Linked DNA regions of Mus musculus: all the other regions are linked to region 1. The links are chromatin contacts, called in public HiChIP or PLAC-seq and promoter capture Hi-C maps. All regions are on one chromosome and are shown on one strand. Each heading gives the region's core, a stretch centred on a gene start, on an enhancer-like site or on the middle of the called end of the contact. The rest is flanking DNA. Distances are from core to core; before and after follow the strand shown. Region 1 holds the start of Sec61g (SEC61, gamma subunit). Region 2 has its middle 21 kb from the start of Ppp3r1. Region 3 overlaps Ppp3r1 (protein phosphatase 3, regulatory subunit B, alpha isoform (calcineurin B, type I)). Region 4 overlaps Wdr92 (WD repeat domain 92).

The links. Promoter capture Hi-C pulls out the DNA fragments that hold promoters and counts their contacts. HiChIP or PLAC-seq counts read pairs in DNA pulled down with a chosen protein or histone mark.
Region 2: a contact with region 1 is called in a promoter capture Hi-C map of hippocampal neurons, with 2.2 times the contacts expected there. The contact joins the enhancer-like site here to the promoter of Sec61g in region 1. A contact is called at or near these places in 7 of 39 promoter capture datasets (cranial neural crest, frontonasal cranial neural crest, hippocampal neurons and 3 more), 6 of 115 datasets of contacts at active chromatin or transcription factors (the 230-238 cell line, bone marrow-derived macrophages, embryonic stem cells and 2 more) and 2 of 9 other capture datasets (adipose tissue and liver).
Region 3: an H3K27ac HiChIP or PLAC-seq map of extraembryonic endoderm stem cells shows a contact between it and region 1, with 12 times the contacts expected there. The contact joins the enhancer-like site here to the promoter of Sec61g in region 1. A contact is called at or near these places in 11 of 39 promoter capture datasets (the 3T3-L1 cell line, the C10 cell line, cranial neural crest and 5 more), 5 of 484 Hi-C or Micro-C datasets (the G1E-ER4 cell line, bone marrow, embryonic stem cells and 1 more), 20 of 115 datasets of contacts at active chromatin or transcription factors (the NIH/3T3 cell line, bone marrow-derived macrophages, differentiating embryonic stem cells and 9 more) and 3 of 9 other capture datasets (adipose tissue, liver and pancreatic islet).
Region 4: a contact with region 1 is called in an H3K27ac HiChIP or PLAC-seq map of regulatory T cell precursor, with 6 times the contacts expected there. The contact joins the enhancer-like site here to the promoter of Sec61g in region 1. A contact is called at or near these places in 10 of 39 promoter capture datasets (the HPC-7 cell line, cranial neural crest, embryonic stem cells and 7 more), 12 of 115 datasets of contacts at active chromatin or transcription factors (bone marrow-derived macrophages, cardiomyocytes, embryonic limb bud and 5 more) and 1 of 9 other capture datasets (adipose tissue).

What each region holds. Positions count from the first base shown.
Region 1 is chr11:16,505,837-16,512,321 of GRCm38.p6, reverse strand. It overlaps Sec61g (SEC61, gamma subunit), which reads left to right and starts at 3,838. Exons shown (of 4, transcript NM_011343.3): 1 at 3,838-4,218; 2 at 5,850-5,949. The coding sequence starts at 4,129.
Region 2 is chr11:17,135,110-17,141,443 of GRCm38.p6, reverse strand. No RefSeq gene overlaps it. Among named protein-coding and RNA genes, the nearest start is that of Ppp3r1, 21 kb to the left of the region's middle. Within about 2 kb of position 2,628, at least 12 of the 459 cell types and tissues checked have an H3K27ac peak or open chromatin away from gene starts, as enhancers often do. A contact at or near this core is called in hippocampal neurons, where this site is marked.
Region 3 is chr11:17,188,957-17,195,104 of GRCm38.p6, reverse strand. Ppp3r1 (protein phosphatase 3, regulatory subunit B, alpha isoform (calcineurin B, type I)) reads right to left here. Exons shown (of 6, transcript NM_024459.2): 3 at 1,972-2,148; 4 at 829-888; 5 at 252-436. Among named protein-coding and RNA genes, the nearest start is that of Pno1, 20 kb to the left of the region's middle. Within about 2 kb of position 2,779, at least 29 of the 459 cell types and tissues checked have an H3K27ac peak or open chromatin away from gene starts, as enhancers often do. A contact at or near this core is called in extraembryonic endoderm stem cells and regulatory T cells, where this site is marked.
Region 4 is chr11:17,231,920-17,238,081 of GRCm38.p6, reverse strand. It overlaps Wdr92 (WD repeat domain 92), which reads right to left. Exons shown (of 8, transcript NM_178909.4): 8 at 2,882-5,375. The coding sequence ends at 5,168. Among named protein-coding and RNA genes, the nearest start is that of C1d, 23 kb to the left of the region's middle. Within about 2 kb of position 1,436, at least 24 of the 459 cell types and tissues checked have an H3K27ac peak or open chromatin away from gene starts, as enhancers often do. A contact at or near this core is called in the HPC-7 cell line and regulatory T cell precursor, where this site is marked.

The DNA of each region.
Region 1 (6,485 bases), core at 2,589-5,088:
TTCTTGGTCATGATGTATTATGTTTGCTGTACATAGCTGGATTCTATCCATTAGCAGGCCAGGGTTGCTTGAATCTAGACATATCTGGAAGAGTGGGGATTAGGTTAAAGTATTTGTAGTGCTGATTTCAAGCCCTGAGTTGGAATGGGCTCCCTTATCTTTGTTGGCTCTGAGTGTGTCCTCCAGGATTTCTTCCCTGGTATGAATGAAAACCAGTTCACTAGTCCAACACTTTTAGTTATAAATTAAGAATTCAACTTCATTAATGTGTCTATATCTTGTTACAAAAATTTATTAACTAACATTTACATATTAAACTGAAACACACATTGCACATTAGTGTTCATTCTCTGCGTACTTCTACATGGTCCAACAAATACAACATATGTCAGCACTGAAATGACATCCAGAAGTTCCAACTGAACTGGCAGTCTCCTGCGCTCCACCATTCCCTCCTTTCTATAGCCCAGGACACTCCTGACTAGCTGCTGATCTTTTTCTGTCCTTCACAGTTTTCCTTTTGTAGAGTATTGTATGCATGGAATCAAAGGTTACATAGACTTCTCAGATTGGCTTCTTGTAATTAGTAATCTGACCTTAACTTCATGACTTTTCACGTGGATCACTCACTAGTTTCTTTTGGTACAATCTTGATTTGTCCAGCCTATTTAAGCACACAGCTATTGAAGTATATTGTTTTTCTCTATGTCATGGCAATTAAGAAAGAAAAGCTAATAAAATAGCTATAGGTTTCTGTGTAAACATGGCATTTTCTATTGTTGGAGGGTAGTATGGAGAACTGTCCTGGTTGGTTTTTGTCAACTTTACTTAAACCTAGACATATCTGAGAAGACAAAACTACAATTGAGACTATGTCCCAAACAGCCCATATAATTGGCCTATTGGTAAGCCTGTGGGACATTTTCTTAAATAGTGACTGATAGTTCCAGCTGATTGTGGGTGTTGCCACCCCTATAAAGGGCCTAGGGTATATAAGAAAACACATTGAACAAGCCATATGGATCAAACCTATAAGCAGTGTTCCTCCATGGCTCCTGCTTCATTTCCTGTCTTGGTATTGTTGCCCTGCTTGAGTTCCTGCCCTGACTTCTCTCAGAGATGGACTACTACTTGGAAATGGAAGATGACATAGATCCCTTCCCTCCTTAAGTTGCTTTCGGGCGTGATGTAAACACAGCAATAGAGAACTTAGCTAAGACAAGGATTATGGGTACCTTTGGTAAGGAATTTCCAGTTTGTCTCCCAAAGTGGCTTTATCATTTATCTTCCTACAAGCAAAGTGATCCCCTTTAACCTTGCATCCTTGTGGAAACTTGATGCTGTCTATGTTTTGTTTTGTTTTTCACCCTATTGCTGGGTATATACTCAACAGAATTCCAAAAAACACCACGTCTGTGCTTTCATGCTTATACAGCTCTTCTTGTGGCAGCAAAGATATGGAGTCACCCAAAGTATCTACCAACAGAAGAATGGTTGTAAAATATGATATGAATGTACAATAGAATTACATTCATAAAGAGTAAAATTCTATCACATGGGAAAACACTGAAGACCCTGGAGTGTGGCAAGTTTAATACAATCTCTCATATGGAATCTAGTAAACTTGATCTCACTGAAGCTAGTAAACTCGTTACTGGAAGAGAAAAAAATATGATGTTGTCAAAGTACATAATATTAGGTAGGAGAAATTTCTAAAATGTGTCTTAGGATACGTTGTAGCTCAGTGTTATACTAATTGTCTAGCATGCACACAGCTCTGGGTTCAACCCCTAACACCACAAATAAGCAAGCAAGTAAGCAATAACAACAATCACATAAATATGGGGGCAAATGAGAAGTAAATACAGGAAATCCCTCCTCTTTGAGTAAGTTTACTGAGTAAGAGGTAGTAGGCAACCCACAGGTCAGAAACAAGATATCATTTCATAAGACTTATATCAGTGGCTCCTCAGCCTGCGGCCACCTGTGGAACTCAGAACAACCGTGTGAATCATTGAAACCTGAGCAGAAGAATAGAAGAATACTACCAGAACTGTCTAAAAGAAAAGGAGACAGAGTCACATGGCATTCACTGGGCTGAAAACCTGGTGAGAACCAACCAAAGTTTACACAGGGAACTGTCACACAGATGCAAAGCAATGCATACACAGGATCCTAGGAAAAATGCACACATAGACTCTGGAAAAGGACAGGATGAACTCTCAGGGTAACCTGGGTTACTAGGTGGGAGGGTAACTGTCTTAGTCAGGGTTTCTTTTTTTTTTTTTTTTTTTGGTTTTTTGAGACAGGGTTTCTCTTTATAGCTCTGGCTGTCCTGGAGCTCACTTTGTAGACCAGGCTGGCCTCGAACTCAGAAATCCGCCTGCCTCTGCCTCCCGAGTGCTGGGATTAAAGACGTGCGCCACCATGCCCAGCTTTAGTCAGGGTTTCTATTGCTGCACAAACATCATGACCACGAAGCAAGTTGGGGAGGAAAGGGTTTAATCAGCTTGCACTTCCATACTGTTGTTCATCACTGAAGAAGTCAGGACTGGAACTCAAGCAGGTCAGGGAGCAGGAGCTGATGCAGAGGCCATGGAGAGGCCAATCATTCTTATTGATTTGCTTCCCCTGGCTTGCTCAGCTTGCTTTCTCATAGAACACAAGACTACCAGCCCAGAGATGACACCTCCCACAAGGGGCCTTTCCCCCTTGATCACTAATTGAGAAAATACCCCACAGCTGGATCTCATGGAGGCATTTCCTCAACTGAAGCTCCTTTCTCTGTGATTACTCCAGCTGTGTCAAGTTGACACAAAAACCCAGCCAGTAAGTAACCTAATTTGGATAATCCTTCACAGTATGCTAGAAGTTTGTCACCTATATTTAGCTGCCCTGTTTTAGTGGTTTTAAAAATCATATTTTTTTGTTTTACTCAGTTCCACTTCTCCTGAATTCTTATGGATTCTGTGTTTCTTTAAACATCATTAATATATGAATCACTCTCCTGTTTTATCTTTTTGCAGTGTTTAATCCTGGGCTTGAATGTGTATATATATATTTGTTTTGTTTTGAGACGTTTTTCATATAACCCAAGCTGTCCTTCAAATTTCTATGTAGCTAAGGGTGACCTGGAACATCTACACACCTCCTATTCTCAAGTGATAGATTTATAGATGCGTACTTATACTGAAACAACCACGAAAAACATAAGAATGTTATAATACAGTAGCTGCATTAACCCCTTTTATATCCAAAGGCCAAGTTATGCCAGATTGACAGTTGTCACTTCCCAATATATGGCTGCAAGCTGAGTTAAAAAAAGAAACTCTAATTGCTCATTTTGAATATACAAAAACAACTCCTTCAAATAGCAAAGAACTAATGTTTCAAGGTAGTGCTTCATGACACTTGCAAACCTGCTGTATCTTTTTTAGTGATTGGAAGAAAATTTTTATAGGTCTTTTAGATACTAATGGTAGAATTATGGTTTGTGCTCCATATGAAAGCAAAGTATTGTAATCTGTTTCACAGTACTTGCCCGAGGTTGCACGTGAAATGAAGTAAAAACTCTTCAAAGCCTACTGATAGAGCCAATCAAGATTATCCAAGCAACAAATCTTAACTCAGAAATGTCAAATGTATTGCACTCAGAGACTGTTAGTACCAGCAGTACATCTAATTCCTCATTGGGGACAAGAAAGTTCTAGGTAGGCGGTCTTAATTCCCTCTATATTCCCATGAATAATAAGCAGAAAGTCATTTTCCGGGAATGGAGAATAGTTTGAATTAGGTCGTTCATACTGAGATGTTTGTTTCATTTTTGATCAGTGACATTATTTGCATGCGCAGCGGGGAGACTCATAGCTGTAGCGCAGACACTCACTCACTAACTAACTAGCGACACTTCGTGGATTTACGTTGAGGCTGCTGGAGAGGCTGCTGGAGAGGCTGCGCCCGAGACCGGGAGGCGAACAATCGGGAACCAAGATCCCACACCGCCCGCCCGTTCAGCTGGAGAGACCCGAATCGCTCAGGTCGGCCTCTGCTCGGGAAGCCGGGAGAAACACACGTAGCACTGCGCCGGCGTAGTGACGTCTCTGCGTGAAGAGCCAATTGAAAGGAGGAATGGGCGGGCTGTGGGTTGCCAGCTTCCGGTTCCGTTGGGCTCGGTTCTCTCCTGAGCTACGTGTCTCTACGCTCTCAATCCGCCATCCAGTAAGTAAGGATTTTCTCATGAGTGGTAGGTAGGGGAAAGCTGGTCTAGGGTTCATGGCACAAAGGGGCCGCGGGATGGGAGGCCAGGGACACGGAGGGACCAGGGGAGGTGAAGAAACTGGAGGTACGAGCGTCCGGTGGGATGATTGGGGCCGGGATCTAAGTGGGCGCGAGATGAGCGGGCCTGGGGGTCGTGGAGATCAAAGGAACCCCCGGGGAAAGGGGCGGCGAAGGGGCCACGGGCTGGGGTCACGAGGACGTCCTTGATAAGCCTGGAGGCCAGGAGCTGGACCTGGAAGCTGCAGAACTGTGGACAAGTTGGCTGAGCCGGGTCGCTGATGGACAGGTGGACAGAGAGCCATTCATTTATGAAAAGGGCAAAATCCAGGCACAGGTTCTACCTACGTAGCCTCAGATGGAATTAGCCAGTCAAGACCTCTAAGGAGGAGGGTTTCCAAAAGTTCACGAACTCAGAGCTTAGCGTCTGGATCTAGGGTTCAGCCTTCTCCCTGAACATCCCCTGCCTGAACATCCTCACACTGTTGGTGAACTCATTGTCTCTTGTGGCTTCCAGAGCCTGATGCTTTGAACCTCTTGTGAAGTTGTGTTCAGGTGTCGAAATTTAAAGTAAAAGTGTTTGATCAGTAGTCAGCATCGAGAAGTCTTAGTGGACTCGTGCTCTCCTCTAACAGCGAGTGCAGTGGTTGGTCTAGTGGTTTTAGGGCTGTTGGATTTGAAGAACAGCTAAATGAAACACCGAGAAAACAGGCGTCCCTTTGCTTTCTGTATCAGGCTGTGAATTGATTTCTTAGTGTGTACCTTAAGTGGTTCAGCTATTTGTCCACTGTTCACGGCTTAAAACTGGGACCCAGCAGGGCTTCTATTTTCTAGCTAGAGAGTGTAATTATCATCTGACTTCTAAGACCTGGAAATGGAGTACAAATACTGTGGCTCCGTTACCAGTGGCTCTCAGAGTCGTTGTATTCTTAATAGAGTTTCAAAAGAACCTCAAAATATTCAAACCTAAACATTTAGCTGAAGGCTTTGCAGAATCTGAATCTTGCCAATTTTTGTTGTTTGGAATATTCATCTGTCTGCCCACCCCAAGAAATCTACTTTTACTTAAATATATTATATGGGCATGACTTCCAGCAACTTGATTGGAGTGTACTCTTGCCTCCATTTTAGGCTCTTGTTACACCATAGTTGGAACTTGTTGTAGTAGATCCTAAGTTTTCAATAGTTTGAACTTTAAAAAGTAGTATTAAGCGTAACTATTTTTTGGTTTCTTAGCCGGAATAGTTAGATGAATGTAGTTGATAGGAAAGGGGGCTGTTATTGCTTAATCTTGTAATGAGAGAATCCTTTAATGAGTGTATGATCCTTTGCCAGGGAGGATAACAACATTGGTAAGATCAGTGCTCGCTTGTTTGAGTCTCGTGCTTTCTTGTATATCATAAAACCACTCTAAATTTAGGCTTGGAAGAACTTTTTTCTTTATGAACTTGGAAGAGCTTTTTTCTTTATGAATTGAATTCAGGACTGTGCTGCCTCTGTGTATAACTCAATAAGTCCTAATATGTGAGAGAATACTACTGAGTGTGTTGTTTTTGCTTTTATTTTTTAAACAGACAAACATGGATCAGGTAATGCAGTTTGTGGAGCCCAGCCGGCAGTTTGTAAAGGACTCAATTCGGCTGGTTAAAAGATGCACCAAACCCGACAGAAAAGGTAATACTATCTTGGTCTTGAGAGTGAGATAAAACACTAAATCTCTGCAGGCCTGGAAGTCAGCTCAATGATGGAGCGCTTGCTTAGCACACTGTTAAAAGGAACATTGCACTGCTGCCACTATCGTGGCCCTGTCTTTATGTCCTTCTTAGCAAGCTGCTTAAAGCTTTTCTTTATGATATGAGATTATTCAGGCCTTATCATACATACCATATTTAAGTTAGTTGTAGTGTAGTGCCTTCCATATTTCTAGTGTGTGAAAACTTGGTCAGCTTCCCTGCTCTGCTCGCGAGTCAATAAAACCTCAACATGAAGTTAATGCAGTAGTTATTATACCCTACAAAGTAACGATACTTTCTTATGTCAAAGTTTCATAGGTGTGCTAGATTTGTCTACTTTAATTTGTGAATTGGTTGGGTTAGAATTTAAGGCAGACTCTTATAATAGAGTCACATACTCTCTTAGGGTTAGTTCTCTGCGATGAACAACCATGACCAAAGGCTATTTGGAGGTGAATGGGTTTATTTGGCTTATGT
Region 2 (6,334 bases), core at 1,379-3,878, 630 kb before region 1:
CAAGATGTGTTATTAACTTTGGTTCAGAGGCCAAGCAAAAGTTCCAGTCTCATATACTATAAGAATATAACAGGTATCTATAGAAAATCACATCACCACAATATTGGCTGCATGTTTGTCATATGTAGCATTTCCATGTTGAGACATCTTCCTTCTGTTCTGGACTTCTTCAGAACTTTTAATGTGACAAGATGCTGGAGTCTGTCTAAATGCCTTTTCTGCATCTATGGAGATGACCCTGTGTTTCTATTCTGGAGTCTCTTGAGATAATTTGCAACATTGATTGGTTTAGGTGAAGGCAGCCTTTCCTGAGGCTCTGGAGTAAACTCAAGTTGATCATAGTCGCATTCTCGAACTCAGTTTGCAAGCTCTGGGGAAGTTTTAATGCCCACATGTCTCCTAGATGTCTCTTTAAGTTTTATTTACCTATAAGTATATTTGAAAAGGAAGGTTCAGCCTCCAGGACACTGGTCCATGTGACTTAGCTGATTAAGATGAGGTTCTGAAGTAGAACAGTTAAGAAGAGGCTCTGAGAGACGCTAGGAGGAGGCTGGGGAGAGCTGGACTTGACCCTGTCTGGAGAGTCTCCTGCGTTGAGGAGCACTCGTGGAGCAGAAGTTCTGGTGCTTAATCTTTACCTAGTGGGAGACTGTAATTTTATAGACAAGAAAAATGCGCCCCACAAAGGGATTATGTTTTAAAGTAATGTATTTCCTGATTGTCTTTTGAGACAGGGTCTCGTGTAGCCCAGGCTGTCTTCAAACTCACTGTGTAGCCAAGGGTGGCCTTGAACTCTTGAACCCCCTAGTTCTACCTCCCAAGTGCTGTGATACAGACATGTGTTTGTATGCCCAGCTGTATGTATTAATTTAAAGCCATTTTTTTAACATTCAAATTCTCTTAACAACATTTATAGCCTACTAAGCAACTGAAACCCTTTATTTGCCAGAGACAATATTCCAGCAAGCAATGCTTATGGACTCTGTAGGTTCCACAGAACTGAAAAACAAATAGCAGCAAAAGAAAAGAAGAGAAAACAAAAAGATAACGTAGGAAGAAGGCTGTGCTCAGAGGAGCGGAATGGGATGAGTTTGTGGGTGGACATGATCAAAATACATTATTTATATGTATGAAATTGTCAACTGATAAGAGATATTTTATTTGAAAACATTACAAGAGCAAAGTGATTTTATAAGATAAAAATCCTTATCAAATATTCCTTACTCATAAATTACTTATATTCCTGGACATAAGATAAAGCCTTCCAAGACTGCATTCAATGAAGCCTTTTTCAGTTTCAAAAGACCCTTATTTCCACTCTGATGATGTAGCCATTAGAATTCTGCCGAGAGCATTTTGTTTTAGAAAAAGAAAAGCCATTAGTAGATTAAACCGGGATGTTTTAAGAGATTCTTTGGCGTAGAAATAACTTACCATGTCCAGAGTGTTAAGAGAAATAGGGACATATGGGAGGAACTTGAAAACGTTCAAAAACAAAATCTGATATGTGTGTATGTAGTATTACACATGCATGTACATAGATGTAATCACCAGCGATAGAGAACATGCTAAAATTTTATGTCATTGTTGGAGGTAGCTAGAGGTTTTTGTCCTTATTTACTTACAGTACACTGTGAAAAATAAGTGTAAAAAATCAAACCCGCAACCTAATCAACCAGTGTCTGTGGAGGAATTAAATTTTTTTTTTAATTTTACGTTTATTTATTTTATTTCTATGTGTATGGTGTTTTGCCTTCATGTAAGTCCTTGCGCTGTGAGGGTGCCTGATGCCAAAGGAGCTCATCAGAGGTGTCAGGTCTTCTGGAACTAGAGTTACGGGTGGTTGGGGGCCAACTTTGTGGGTTCTGGGAACTGAACCCCAGGTCTTTTGCAAAAGCAAACAGTGTTCTTAACTGCAAAACCATCTGTCCTGTGTTTTAATTGGGGGTAACTGCTTAGGATTAATGGCTGTTAGAAATGTGTGTGTGTGTGTGTGTAGAGGGGGTGTCTCAGAAAAATGACCATATGATTCAAAGCAAAGTTGCCTCTGCCTAAGAGTGCTGTGTCTTAAGTGTGATTATAGAGGGAGTTAGGCACACCAAAAGAAGTCCCACTGGGGTTTTATTCCTAATACTCACGGGATTCTGCTCTTGGTTCTGCGTGCTTAGGTTCCAACTTTCTTAACGTTGTTTGCAAAAACAAAAACCTTCAAAGTGGCACAGTTGCTGAGTAACATCAACTTTTGAGAACAAGATACAATCTTGAGCCACAACTTGATTATAGACACATTAGTTTATGAGCCTGTCCAGCGTTTACAGCCCCCGGGATGACAGTCTCTTGTTAAAAACAGCAAACCAGAGAAAGTAAGTGCAAGTTGCAACTGGCTATTGAAGCCTCTATTGTACAGTTTGAAAGCTTAACACCTTTGAAAGAAATACAGTACATCTTACATGTTTCCCATAAACACCAATATACAAAGCCTTCTAGTTTGCCAGCAACCAAAGTAATTACTGCAGCACATCAGCAGAAGGTGGCCTTGAAATTGACACTGCATGTGAATGTTAACTCACCCACGGTCTCCTCCTGAACTACACCCCCGTGTGTCCTGTGCATGCAGAGCTCTGTTTAAAGCCTTGGAGCGTTCTGTGTGTGGGAAATCAGCTACATTGCATAGAAAGCATATGGGTAGGAGTACAGAGGATGTTAAAAGTCATTACGTGTTTATAGTCTCTTTATGGAGTACTTAGCCAATAATAAGTCCTGAAACCTGCATTTCTTTTCACATTTGATCCCTTTTAATTGTTTTCAACCTACTTTTACCAAAAACGAAAAAAAAAAAAAAAAAAGGAGGAATGGCAAAAATAAGGAAAGAAGGCAGAGGGTTGGGAAAAGAATAAATCACCATGAAGCTTTTAGCCTCCACAGGGAAACAGGCGTATAAACCCACAGATCCAGAACTGTGAAGCAATAGAGCTGTATGTTTACAAGTGACAGATTCAATTATGTAACTAGGCAAATTAAGGAAATCTAGTGACTTTATTCAGGGTGGGGAACCTATGCTTTCTAATCAGTCAAGAGGTTTCATCTGTGCAATAGGTTTATATAAACTTTTATTTTCAGCTGTTTGCAAACTAGCTCTGTAACATGACTTAGTGGGTCTAGGCACTTGTGACCAAGCCTGACAACCTGAGTTATGTCTCAGGGACTCATATGTTGGAAGAAGAGGCTGAGTACTACAAGTTAGCAGTTGACCTCATATGTGTGGCTCCATCTACATGTCCGCACACGTACAATGTTAAAAAATTAAAAATAGTATTTGCATGTAAATGATAATTCCTCATTATTATTAACAGTAGATGTCTTAAAATGCTCTCTTGTGATGGGAGTTATTCCAACAACATGCACTTATATAGAATAGCCTTTTTATCTGCCATCCTATAATTTCTCTGATTTAGCAAGGAAAGAACTCGTTTTGTAACTAATGGGTCAATTCTAAGAAATCTCCTCCACGATTTATCCCACAAATTCCTCTTTTGTTGGTGATTTATTTAAGGTTTTAGTCTCAGGAATCATATTGTGCTTATAAAATGAAAACAGTTAAAATATTTCTATGTCAATAAAATATTTTATTTTGTGAAAGTGTATGTGTGTATGAGTGTGTGTCCGCGTGTTTGTGTGTATGTATCTGTGTTTGTATATGTGTATCTCTCTGTGTGTATTTGTATATGTGTGTGTGTGTTTGTGTGTTTGTGCATGCGCAAAGGTGCTTGTGAAGAGGTCAGAGGACAACTTGACAAAGTCAGTTCTCTTATGTCAGTCCGAGGAACCCACAGCTGTTGAAGCAAGTGTCTGTCTTAGTCTAGTTATTACCAAAAGCAACCTGGGGGGAAGGGTCTACTTCATGTTACACATATCAGTTCATCGTCCATTACTGAAGGAATTCGGGTTAGGAACTCAAGGCAGGAACCTGGAAGCAGTTGAAGCAGATGCCATGGAGAAATGCTGCCTATTGCCTTGTCTTTCATGACTTGCTCAAGCCTGTTTCTTATGCAATTTAGGACTATCTGCCCAGAGGTACAGCATAGTGTGCTGGGCCTTCACATATAAGTGACACACCTATAAGCAAGTAGGCAAGTCTTTGTTTGTTTGTTTGTTTGTTTTTTGTTTTTGTTTTTTGGCTTTTGTTTTTGGGTTTTGATTTTTCAAGACAGAGTTGTTCTGTGTAATAGCCCTGGCTGTCTTGGACTAGACTTGTAGACCATACTGGCCTCAAACTCAGATATCCACTTGCTTCTGCCTCCCAAATGCTGGGATTAAAGGTATGGGCCACCACTGTTCAGCTAGGCAAATTTTATGGAGGAATCTTTTCAACTAAGACTCCTTCATCCCAGATATGCCTATGTTTGTGTCAAGTTGACAATATTCATACTCCGGAGCCCTCTCACTGGCCCAGAGATGTTTTTAAATAGAATTAGTGTAAAAACTTCAACTTTGGGGGCTGGAAAGAACACTTGATGTTCTTAGAGAGGATCAGGACTCAATTTCCAGCGTTTGCATGGTGGCTCACAACTTTCTGCAACTCCAGTTCCAGGGGATCCTCTTCTGGCCTCCATGGGCACCAGGCACAAATATGCATGCACGCAAAGCAACCATACATATAAAATAATTTAAGTGTCTAAAAAGTGTGTACCCTAAAGGAAAAAAACTAGAAAATAAAATATTAATTCATTACTTGGCCTACACTAAATTTCATAGTTACTCAACAAAACTTTTAAATGTTTTCTGTTATTTTTACTATCTTCCACTTATATTTAATATGGTCTTAATATATTTTTCCTAAAATATAAATGATAATAAAGGTTAAAATAATACTGCGTTTTTTCTTTATTTTTCACACCTCCTTAATTGAGGGGAGTTTCATGTCACAGCACATGTGCATGGAGGTCAAAGGGCAGGCTAATTTCTCTTTTCCAACCAAGCAGTCTCAGAGATCAAATTCAAGTCATCAGCCACAACGGCAAGCACGCTCACTAGCCCAAATCCTTTTCTCTTTCTGTTTCATTTCTTTCCCTCTCTACCCTCATTTTCTTTTCAGCACCGAGTATTGAATTCAGGGTTGAACCCAAGGCCTTGTGCATGTAGGCAATCATTCTACTATTGGGACACATTCTATCCTGTTTTGTTTTTTGTTGTTGTTGTTGTTGTTGTTGTTGTTTGTTTTTTTAACCTTCTATTTTGAGGATCTCAGTAAGTCATCCAGGCAAGTCATGAACTTGCAATTTTTCTGCCTCAGCTTCTCATGTAGCAGGGAGCATAGGCTTGCCTCAGTAAATACACCAGGTCTGGGGTAGTAATTAACATTTGATAACAAACTAAACCCAAATTGAAGCTGAAAGATCAGCAACTTCAAGGGACAATCTTTTTCTTTGTTAACCTGTTATTCAATTGGGTAGGTTTTGTGTTGTGTGTGATACTCCCGAGGGAGTAATCCGAAGGGAATTGTTAGAGAATTATTATGTTTTTCACCAGGCAGACAAAAGCACTGAATTCAGTCCCCCAGGAGCCTTCACAGGGTGTTTTCTGCTAATGGTGCTAGAAGATCGGGAGTGAGCCTCCCAGCTGGGACACAGTCCCAGAAGGCTGTTCGGCTCTTGTTCCTGCTGTGCCATCATCAACCCCGAGAGTAGGGATTACATTTTAAGTTAATCTCGGAAGGCACACAAGGAATAGCTTTTAGCTTTTTGTTATTGGCAAAAGGCAGAGTATTCTGTGGACTTACTCCCCTTTTCTAAGTTAAAGACAGTGCTGAAACTGATGGACTGGAGAGAAAAAGGTGATCGAGTCGAGTACAGTAAAAGCGCTATGCTCAGGAAGACTGAACTCAGTTAGTGGTGTAGTTCATGTCCAACGAGACCATGTACAACTGTGTTGGGAGGTTTGACCTCTACCAACAAAGGTGGGTGTTGCGCGCTAGGTGACGATCCACCACTGAACAGTTAGTGAATGATAAGCAGATCATGCTTCTGTATTAAGGACGAAGAGAGCCATCAACTTGGGTCAGATTGGTTTGAAGTTGCCCTCTCTGTACTTTAAAGACACACTGACTTAGAAATAGGCAGTTTATGTGAAGGCTGATTGTGTGAGCCAAACCTTATACATCTACAATGTGAATTAGAATCTTCGTTAAAAAGTGATAACTTCTCAGCTTGATAGTCTGTGCCACTCCTTGGAGGCAGAGAAAGGAAGCTTATCACATATTTGAGGCTAACAACGTCTATAGCATAAGTAGTTGCAGGCCAGCTGCAAGAGACCCTGTTTATTAACAAAACAAAAT
Region 3 (6,148 bases), core at 1,530-4,029, 680 kb before region 1:
TTTTTTTTTTTTTGGTTTTTTGAGACAGGGTTTCTCTGTATAGCTGTCCTCGAACACAGAAATTCACCTGCCTCTGCCTCCCGAGTGCTGAGATTAAAGGCATGCACTACCACGCCCAGCTAACATATTCCAAAACTTGAATGTGGGGCAATTAGACAAAATTTCAAAGCAAAATATGCTTATAAAACTGTCTAGTAAACTGTCCTTCATGAGTGGTAAGAGTTAATAGATGAATCAGCCTATTCACTTACAGCACAGAATTCCTCAAAGGATATTCTTCCATCTCCATCCTTATCTGCATTTATTATGGTTTTGTCTACAATCTGCTGTAATTGTGTATCTTTCAGATTGTTGCCCACCATCATCTTCAACACCTGGAAGAGTTCTCCATTGGAAATATAGCCATCTTTATCCATGTCATAGATACGAAAAGCAACTAGAAAAAAAAAAGGGGGGGGGGGGAGTCATTGCAATTAAAAGGCAAACAACAAATACTTCAAATGAAAACAGTGCTATCTAACTCTGAAGATGGCACTTTCTAAAATACAGACACTACATGCATATTTTGCCTTAACAACTGATTACAAGGTTGAGCTATAGAATGAAGACTACCTAGGCCAAATAACCAGTATAGCCTCCAGCATGTGCTATATATATGGCTGGTCCCTGAAACATCCACTTTCCCACTATACCACTAAAGATGACATTATTCAAATATACTAGCTGCAAACATCATAAATGACTTCTATTATGACTAAAAGGTCTTGAAGTGGTTTTGGAAGTCTAAAATACATGGTGGAACAGCAGTTTAAGAAGCATAATACTTACACCTCAACTTCTGTTCCTTATCGCCTTTGACACTGAACTGAGACACTCCTTCAATGAATTCTAAATAAAAGTAGAAAGTGTTTACAAATCACAACTTGTAACTTTTATAAAGAAAAGCAACATTCAAAAGGCTATTTCTTATACAAAATATTAAAAGTAGTACTGAAAAATCAATAATGTCAACTTTTAAAATGTATTTATGTATATGAGCACTCTGTAGCTGTCTTCAGACACCAGAAGAGGACATCGGATCCCATTACAGATGGTTGTGAGCCACAATGTGTTTGCTGGGAATTGAACTCAGAACCTCTTGAAGAGTGCTCTTAACCACTGAGCCATCTCTCTAGCCCCCAATATTGTCAATTCTTAAAGCTCCATACACAAGATTTCATTTTATTTATTTGAACTTTTCATTTTATTTGAGTTGTCAAGATTAAACAATTTGAATTATGTGTTAAAAATCTGTAAGTCATTAGCACTCAAATACATTCTTTAAAGATATTTATTTAACCAATTTCTTTGAACTATGATAAGACAGACTGTACATTATTTTACTAAAACAAAAATCATACTGTTTCCGTTCCATATTTCCAAATCATGTAAACAGACTGCTGCAAAGTTCTTGAAAATTAATTTCTTTACTATCTGGCAAAGAGTAATTCATAAACAAAAACAAGAACATTGAAAACACTAGTTACACATTATTTAGCAGTCTAAGAGTAAATGTAAAATGATATATAAATTAATCAATACTTGCACAAAATAATTCCTTGGTGTCTGGCTAAAATAAAGCAGGCATGGGCTACCAAAACTGACCAGTTCTCAGTCTTTAAGAAGAATGTAAAGAAACAAGAAAAGTGCAGCTTTTAATATTGTTACGCTGTCCTTGAGTAAGAAGTAATTTTTTAAAAAAAGAAAACAGTCAATGTTCTTTTTTTGTTGGTAGATTACATGATAATAGATACCCTGATCATTTACCAAGCAAAAGTAAAGAGTAATTAAAATCTAGGTAACACAGATTCTCAAGTTATAGCATAATCTTTTTATAAGATCACCAAAAACAGAGACATTTAAAAAAAATTCTAGTTTCATTTTGATGATGAAGTACTGCAAGCCCAACTTTACAAACAAGATGGCCGTTACCTTTGAAGTCCACTTCTCCGTTGCCGTCTGTGTCGAATATATCTATTACCCGCTGTACTAAAGGGTTCTGCTGTAACTCAGGCAGAGACATGAACTCTTCCACGCTCAAAGAACCAGAATTGTCCAAATCAAGCTTCTTGAATCTCTTTCCTAGCCTTTTAATTTCATCAGCATCAACTAAAAAGCAAAGGAAGAAAGCAGCAAAACTTTAATTTTCAATCCGATGCTCTAGGGCAAAACCCCATCAACCCCATGGGAATGTACACAGCACAACAAATCTAGCCGTCGCCACAGATTAGCCTCGTGTATCTTTAAAAAATGCTCAGAACATAGATATGTCGATAGCTGAGTCAAATCACCTAACTCTCCAAGCTTGCTTTGTGATAGCAGAACACATCATGTAATCTGGTAAACTATGCCCAACGCCCCTGCAGCAGAGCACACTGCAGAACAGGCCGTTCACAATGGCAGCTGGGAACTACAGCGGACTGCATTGTCTAGCATTCTTCAGAGTATTAACAGAGTGTGTGTTGATGTATACACTACTTATCTAAGGGAAGTCGGAAAACTCATTTCAAAAGCATGGCACCTGCCCTAATTACCTAGAATATTTAAAGCCAGCTTGGAAAGCAAAACCATGAACAGTGCCTAGGGGAGGAGGACAAAAGAGAAAAAGAACTTTTGAAGATCAGAGAACACAAACTTGAAAAGCTAAACAGGAAATGTAGTTCTCTTAAGGCACTGAGCAAGGGAGTGTGACCACCAGCTACAAGGAAGCAGGCATCTAAGCACTGCCTCCTACTGCCTCAGAGGAGGAAGCACGCTGCAAAGTAACACATTAAACAGGACTTCAAACCTGGATCCTTTCACTACCCTTCAGTACTTAGTACAGCCACAGGTCGCTACTTTGCATAAGTACTGAAGCATGTATTTGCTTATCTGATACTACCTTTCAAAGATTCTATTCCGCCTTTAAAAACACATTAAATTAATTAAACATATTAATTAAAAAAAAACAAACTGTGGGGATGTAATTCTGCCACCTTTTAAAAGAATAGCTATGAAGACATTAAATTTTCTTTCAAAACAGAAAGATGTTGTTCTTCTGAGACAAGGTTTCACTATATAGCCTTGAGCTCAGAGATCTGTTTGGCTCTGCCTCCTGAGTGCAGATTTCTTTTTAAATAGCTTATCTATTAAATATAAATTATGGTGAACTGAAGCGACCTAAACAAATGCCACACTTATGCTAAAGATTTCTTAAAAGCAACTGATTAAAACTTCATGATTATATACTTTTAGTATATTCCAGATATAGTCTAAACTATCTTAGACCTTAAGTTTCCTTAAAAACCACTTAACATCTATCTCTGTCCCTGACCTAACACCCTACTGACCATCAGACTTGCAGCATATTAACTCAGTAGACCACTGGCTTCCAGAAACCCAAAAGCTAGAGATGTCAACAGACAGCACCTAAGACCTATAGCAATGGTTTCCCTATTTTACTGTAACCCATCTACCACAGATCCTCATCAATATATTTGGTAAAATACATTAATTTTCTAACTTTATTTCCTTTGCAGCTATGAAGAAAAGAATAGTCAATGTGTTACTTGGTATAACCTAATTCTTGGTTACTGAACTACAGTCAGTTGTGTTTGTATAGAGAATAAACTATATTCCCTTTGGAGTCAGAGCGATGATTTACATACATACATAGAGGTGGGGGGAGGGAGGAAGGTGTAAAGGGCTTGTTTCTGTCTCATTCACCCCCCCCCAAAAAAACATCAATAACTGCAAAACCCCCAAAAGACAAAAAACAGGGTTTCTCTATGTATTCCTGGATATTCTAGAACTTACTTTGTAGACCAGGTTGTTTCCAAACTCATAGCCACCTGCCTCTGCCTCCCAAGTGCTGGGACTAAAATTATGCATCACCACCAACCAGCCCTACCTACATGAGTGTTTTTGCAACCCAACTTCAGACTCAAAGGATTATCTACTTTCAGGAAATCACTCACTAGTTAGCACTGCCATGCAACCAGCGGTCTCTCTGCTTTGGAAGGTAAGTGAGGAGTTCTCCCTGTGGCTCGGGCTTTCTCTATGGTTAACACTCCCCTGTGTTGTTCTAAACAGGTTTTTTGGTTTTTCTTTGAACATGATACTCATTGAATGGTCTCAGAGAGAAGCCTTAAGGCAATATATTTCCCTCCTAAATTGTAAAAAAGTTCATGTGTGCCCCAGGAAGACACACTTACAGGCTATCTTATGATTATCTCATGATATCCCAAAATTGTGAGATAAAACTTTCAATACAGCATAGAGGATCAAAATATCCCAGGGTGGAAGCAAGGAAACTACTATAGCAGCACAGAAATCCAATCCAAACAAATCCCATCAGCTACATAAAAGGCCACAATTTTCAGGAAACAAGGTGGGGAAAAGACTAAAATGGGAACCAGAACTCGAGGATAGGAAGCATTTGCTGGGGAAAAGCTAATTAGTAGCTGATTTTATATTTTAAAGTATCATTCTACCTGGAAAGCAGCAAGCATTTAGGGAAACGGGGAATAGTTAATATCCCTGTATGGTTTACTCATTCACGTTTTTATATACTACAAGTTTCAACCGTAGGCAATCGGAAAATGGAAACAGCCAGTCTAATAGGACGTTAAAAGCAACCTAAGAAATACATTAGGAATTTAAAAGCAATTCGTGTTGTTAGCCAAGTTTCGAACTTGAAAAGAAAAGAAACACTGAGGAGCAGGAAGTGACTCTTAGAGCCACTCCTGGAGCTGGACTGAGTGAGTTCTGAGGACTCCAGCTCTGCTGTCGGTTCTCTGGCTTCCCCTCCTCAATCTCTCCTCCCTTCTTCTCTAGAAACCCCGAGGAAAAGAAAAATCTCACAGACAGACAGCATTAGATCGTCTTTGTGGGAGCTTCCGGGGAGATGGGATCTGATACCACCGCTATTCAATGAACAGAAACCCTGCTGGAAACGTCCTCCATCGGATCTAGACCCTTGGTCTGTGAAAGAACTTCAGGGATCTCGGGTTTTGTTAGAAACAAGAAATGTCCATCTGCAAAGGGATTTCCCTCTCTACTCATTAGCCCCTGAATCAAGACAAATACTAGCCCAAGTGCACACACACTTCACCTTCTGATCTCTGGCTTGCACTAGACAGTACTTAGGTTGTGATATTATTACCTTGTTCTGACTTGTGTCCTGTGTTTTTAGTTTCCTGATAATTTACTCTCCTAACACTGTTGATTTCACATAATTGCATTTATCTACTGGTGTAGCTGTTAGCCTACAAGTGACTTGGTGTGTGTGTGTGTGTGTGTGTGTGTGTACGTGTGAATACAATACGGCTTTGCCTCAGTCTACCCAGCCTTGTTTTCTTTTTCCTCACCTACTTCTACTCCTTCTAAGAAACTGGTTGTTCAACCCCATCCTAATTGAAGTACAGGCTTGAAAGCTGATTGCCAATTCAACTAGGGCCTAAAGAAAGAAACGCAAAAGAGGCACTTATGTATGCAGCAATAAGGCTTATTTAAGACAGAACACAAAGGTTTGGTTTGGCAGAATAATACATAATAAATGGGCGATCTTGATTTCACTTTTGTGAAACACAGTAGTCATTTGTAGAAGGGCAAATGGCACAGCCTGAGAGCAGGCCCCCCCCTCCCTCCCTCTCTCCTGGGAGCAGCAACCCCATATGTGGTCCTAAGCAGGCCCTGGCTCCTCCAGGCTTGTCCAGATTATTCAGAGACACCCCCCTCTGCATCTTAGGTTTGTCCTCTGTCCCCTTGTCCCCCCACTCCTTCCTTTCCACTCTCCCTCACTCTATCAAGTTCCTCTGAAGGCTTTAAAGGGAAGCTCTCTTTCACTTAAACTCCAACATATTGAGATCACCACTGTCCTGTTTGCCATGGTCTCCTTTCCCTTGACACACTGTGTCTTATGGAGTCCATTACTGCTGCCCTTCTTCTGGTGTATTTAACAACTTTAAGACCAAGGTTTAAACTTAAAAACTGGTAACAACTTGTCTTCCCTCTCTCTCCTTTCCATTTCTCCAAGTAAGTGTTCATTTGTGTTAAATGCCCCAGGAGGTCAGAGGTTAGGAGGTCAGAGGTGAGGGGTTAGAGCCCCCAGAGCTGGAATTAAAGGCAA
Region 4 (6,162 bases), core at 187-2,686, 730 kb before region 1:
ATGAGCTGAGCCAAGATAAAATAAGAAACAAAGAAGAAGACATGGTGCTGAAGTGAGTGGGAGGGAGAACTGTGTCTTCTTTTCTTTGCTTTGTTTGTTTGTTTGTTTGTTTGTTTTTCGAGACAGGGTTTCTCTGTGTAGCCCTGGCTGTCCTGGAACTCACTTTGTAGACCAGGCTGGCCTTGAACTCAGAAATCCGCCTGCTGGGATTAAAGGCGTGTGCCACCACCGCCTGGCTGAGAACTGTCTTGACTACACAGTTGTTTAATGGGTTTCATCTGAGCTGGATGGTCCACAGACCCACAGGGCAAAGTTGGGGGCTTTTAATCAAGCTTGCTAGTGTAGGGATGGCTGTAGAGAGTACGGCTCTTTCCCATGTAAATCTGGAGCAAGGAAGATGGGCAGAGATCCCAGCATCATTCGGGAAGGCAACTGATGGTGTGAAGAAGTCCTCAGTTAAAGACACTACAAAATCAGAACTTCCCAGTAGAGGAGTCTTGAGGGGAATGGAGGAATGTGATATTCATTTTGTAAAACAATTACTTGCTTTAGAGACAAACACAAGTCTTTTCCCTAGGACAAATGCATTCCTGGTGCTAGACATCAGATTGGCTCTATGTGGCAAAGATAGAGCTTTTTGTCTACGGATCCCATCACATCAGAACAAGCACAGATGTCATGAGGCTTTTTCATGAGTTTGTGTTTTAGGGAGAGATTCTCCTTAAGAGAATTTCTTGGGGTTCAGTTTGTTTTGTGTGTTTTCTGGGAATTAAACAGTGCAGATTTTCCCAGCTGGATTTAAAAGGTTAAAAATCATGTTCTTTTAATTTTTTTTAAATCAAAGGTCTGCAATGGAAAATCACCCATGAAGAGGCTGGGTAATCAGTTAAACTAAAGTTTGGGCTTCACACCATCATCTCTAAGACAGAATGTCACCAGGACACAAGTGGTGAGAGGCAGGTCGCAGCCCATTTCTGAGTATCTTGGCTCCAAAGACTCAGTGGTTATCAGAAACTTTTTGGTTGTTACTAGCGTTGAGGTGGGGAATAAAAACTCTGTGTTGTACACCTTTTAGACATCCATGAGCAAACTTTTTTTCTGTATAAATGCAAACTGCACCCACTTAAGTCACCAAGAGAAGTGAGTTCAGGCAGGTGCCAGCACATGCTGGGTTGGGAATGGCCTACGGTTGCCTTAAGATTCTTTAGTGGGTTTATGCAGTCACCAGAAGCACGCACGGTGTTCCTCCCACACTTGGCACCCGCCTTGGGACTGACTGCCCTAGTTGGGGTTTGAAAGAAAATACAAAGGAAATGTGAATTTACAAGAAAAAAAAGTTTAGGCAAAAAGGTCGTTTCCTGTCATGTTCTCTACTGCATTGGGCTTTTATCAACTGTGCACACAACATCCTGCACATCTGTCAAAGGGAAGACATAGAAGTGTGGAGCATCTGTGTTTTGTCTGCACCAGATGATAGAAAGGTCATGAAGGAGTAGTGGGTACCTAGCCACAGATAATGAGAAACCTCAAGAGACAGCACTGGGTCCCAAGCCCCAAAGTGTCTATAAAAGCACAAGCTGATACCATCCCAGGTTTTGCCCCCTGGGTGAACTCAAGCAGACCATGCTTGACTATAGCAGGATCTGTTTGTACCCCCTGATGTCCCCATCCCCTCTACCTCCACACCACACTCCTAGTTTTTTACCTACTATTTCAATATGCACTGAGCTGGTTGAAGCAGCTGTGGGCCTTTGAAGATTATACCTGGCCAGTGGCTCCGCTCCAGTCCCACTGTTTCTGGACTGTTTCCATGGGAACAGCCTCTCCCCACATGTTCCTGCTGCTATCCTTGAGCTTTTAAGAATGGTCATGATCGCCTCAAATAATAGTGTGGCCAAAGCAATGCCAATGAATTATGAAGTTGGCCATAAAGAAACACAGTTTCCACAGATTTCTCTTGAAATCTTGTCACCATAGTCAGGGATGACAATTGTCCTCCTCAGATCTATACCCCCAAGTCTGTATGTTAAGTGACAATTTATTAAAAGAAATTCCTGAAATAATAGTGAAACAGTGGAAGCAGGGCATCACTAATTGTTTTGGTCACTGTTCTGCGGCTGTGAAGTGGCGGCATGACCACAGCAACTTACATAGGAAAGCACTTAAGGGGAGCTTGCTCAGTTTCAGAGGCTTAGTCCATCACCATCATAGCAGGTAGCATGGAGGCATGCATAGTGCTGGAAAAGTAGTTGAGAGTTACATCCTGATTCACAAGCAACAGGCAGACTAAAAGAGGCTGGGCCTGGAATGTGCTTTTGGAAACCTCAAAGCCCAACCTCCTCCAACAGGCCAAACCTACTCCAACAAGGCCACACCTCCTAATTTTTTCAAACAGTGGCTCCTTTTTGACTCAAATATACAAGCCTATGGGGATCATTGTCATTCAAACCACCACGCTAATACAATTTATTTTTATTTTGTTTTTAATTTTCAGTAATCTCTGTGTGTGTGTGTGTGTGTGTGTGTGTGTGTGTGTGTGTGTGTGAGTATATGTCACGTGTGTGGATGGCTGCAGAGGCCAGAGCTGTTGGATTCCCTACAGCTAGAGTTACAGGAGGTTGTAAGCTGTCTGAGGTGTATGATGGGAAGCCAAATTGGTCTTCTGGAGGAACAACAGGACTCTTAGAGTCATCTCTCCAGCCCCATCACCAACATGCTATTTACAGAACACAGTACCGTAAGCATGACTACTAATGACTCGGAGTTTAAAAGAAATTTAGAAAACACTAAGAAATAGTTTTAAAAGAAATAAGCAAAAATTTTACGGTGAGTTCAAGGGTCAGATTCTGGAGATTAAGAAGTAGGAAGCCAAAGCCAGGGGGGGTGGCACACACCTTTAATCCTAGCGCTTGAGAGACAGAAACATTTACACAGCAAGTTCCAGCACAGCCAGGGTTACAGAGAAATCTGAGGGAACCGCGTATAGTGGCGCACACTTGAGGCAGAGTGAGATGATAAAGAGTTCAAGGCCAGTCTGGGTTCAAAACATAAACAAAATATACCCGGTACCAAAATAAAATAGTACAAACCAAATACTAGCTGATAAGAACGCACGGCAGCAACGTCATTGATGACAGCTTGTTCTTCCTCTGTGGTACTGAAAGACCCCCGAAGTGAGACCCTTACTCAGGCACTCAAGTCCCGGGACAGCCGCGTACCCAAGAAGACACTGAGACCATACATAAAATGTAGAAGGTAAGATTTAATAAAGCAGCGACATGAAAGCACACAGACCAGAGCTCTGGGGTCGAAATAAAGCAGCAACATGAAAGCACACAGACCAGAGCTCTGGGGTCGAAACTCATACACCTAGTGGTGTAGAGGAGAATCGACGGTCAGCCAAAATTTTTCACAGGCTTATATAGTAAAACTCAAAGGGGGAGAACTGGGCAGGGAAAGTACAAGTTTACATCACTAGGGAGTTCTGCCAAAGGAATCTACGTAACTAAGGAGTCATGTCCTATCAAGGAATCTACGTAACTAAGGAGTCATGTCCTATCATTTGGCAATGTACCCGGTTCATTTTGAGGTTGTTCCAGGAGGCCTTTATCTCAAAAATGTTTTTCAGATGGGAGGGGGTGGGCTCCGAGGTAAAAAGTTCATGTTCTTACAAGAGGCCAGTAATTTTTCATTCTTCAGTACAAGGTAATTCTACAACTGACATCTTAGACTTCATGAAATAAATTAATTGTTCTAGTTAAACCTTTCTCTATCATCAATAACAAATACTCGAAGCCAGATTCTCATATATTTTCTATTTTTTTCTTTTTTGAACATTGGGAGAAAAATCCAAGCGGCCTTTTTAAAGATCAATTTTATTTTTATTATATTATACTTACAACTCCGTTCCTTTTAGATGTGCTTTGTATGTGTATGTGAGCATGCTGTGCACATATGTCAGTGGTCAGGGCTGAGTGGCTGTCTCTTTCCACCTTACTATGAGTCCTCAGAACTCAGGCGTTCCTCCTTCATAGCAAGCACTTAACCCTCCACAGCACTGTTCTATAAAAGCATGTTGGGAATAGAGCTCATTGGTTTTGTAAATATGAATATTATATGTCTCTGCCCCTTTGAACTGAGCTGGGAGACACAAGGTTTATTGCAGGTATGATTAATCCAGTCCTTCCGGAGGCTCAGCTTATGATGTGGGCCAGTGAAACTAAGGTGCACTTAACAAGGAGGAAGAAGGGAACAAAGGGAAAGAATCAACGCCTCCAAATATTTTAAAAACCTGTTTATTTTAAAATATATATTTTAAAGGTTTGACAAAAAGGTTTAAAAACAAATTCAATCTTCAACGGCTCGTCATCACTTACCACAGTCAAAAGACAACTAAGGCTGGTATCTGAGTAAACGAGAGACAGCTGGAAGTCACAGTATTTTACCAGTTACACTGCTGAAAACAGTTCTCCAGGCTGGCTAGTCGAACCGTGTTCTTCTGGAGCTTTACAGAGCAAGTGAAGTGACTCCGAGTAGGAGCACAGTGTACAGAGAAAGCACAGAGCTATGCAGATACAGAACAGACTTAAATACACTTAAATAACAACTACTGACTTTGGCTTTACATTTTTTTTTAATTTAAAAACAATTTTTTTTTAATTTCTAAGAATGTGCATGTGTCTGTGGGTACCACTGCCCAATACAGCCAGAAAATGGTATGAGATGCCCTGCAACTGGACTTACAGGAATTATAAGTCACCTGATAGAGATACTGATGATCAAACTTGGGTCTCATCCAACTATATTTAAAGGCAGAGTCTCACTATGCTGCCCAAGCTAGTCTTGATCTTATGGACTACATTGATCCTCCTGCCTCAGCTTGTTAAGTAGCTGGCACCACAACTCCTGGCCCTAATGTTTCTGAGTAGAAACATGGGGAAAAGGAACAAAGCTGGTGCTGGTGTGTGGGGCCTTCACGTGCAGCAGCATGCTGGTCAGGCCAGCAAACACCCAAAGATGCTAGAGGCTGGCTGGCTGGCTTTGTGCCCATGGCTGTCACTCATCACTCAAATCCAACCGTCTTCAATGGGGCCAGAGGATGCAGAACACAGATCAAGTTACAGTTCTGTGAGCAACCCTCTGGACAATGTCAAGTGTAAAGTCTGAGTCAAATGGTCTGGAGCTTTGTAACTATCAGCACACGCACCATCTGGTCAAATGAACTACAGACGCAGAGCCCCCTTTTGTCAGGACTCCAGTCCAAACTGGAGATGGGCTGAGTAGACACGGTCACGTTCTGCAGAAGGCTGACGGAACCTGCGACTCCCATCTCCAAGCCCTCGGAATCTTTCTTTGACCGCTGAGTTGGGTATTCACTAAAAGACAGGAGCAAAGGGGTAAGAGTGAAAGCTTGGCGTTCACGGGTGGATTTTTATATGTAAGCTTCAGTGACTTTTATTTCTCAGCTGATGGCTGAAGCAGCACTTAGGACTTTCCAATATTGACCTTACACGAGTAAAGGCAGAATTTCATCCTCGGGCAACGGTGACTTTTCCTGCAAACTTCCACACAGCACCTCTTTTCAGCATCTGCCTGTGCTTCTCTTTTAATATGAATGCTATAGGTTGGACTGACTTGGGGCTCTCCATAATCTTTTGTTGTAATTCTTTCTGAAATTTGGATGGCCAGACACCAATGGGCAATGTGTGTACCACAGAAAGGGCTGTAAGCAACAGTTACAAAAGCTCATTTAACACATCCACAAAAGACTTGGTACCATAGCCACCCAGAGGCCACCATGCAGACCAAGCCTGAGTGCCCTGTCTGTACTATGCAGTGGGAGTGACACTGGGGAGACAGTTTAAAAACCACTGCTTTCACAAGAGAGAAAGTAATGCTAAGAACATCTGATTTTTTTCTTTTCTTTTTTCTTTTTCTTTTTTTAAACAAAATTTTAAGCCAAGAAGAAGGAAAGATCAGCAACTAAATAATACCTGATAGAGATCTGAAAGGTGGGAAAAAAGAAATCGCCTTCTCTCAGACACATTTTAAGGCTCTAAGGAACACCTCCTCACAGGGACCTTCAGAGCCCACTGCTTATCATGACACTCTGTGAATGCAAAAACACTGCAATCAACCAAGCAACAAAACAAACCAGACCCA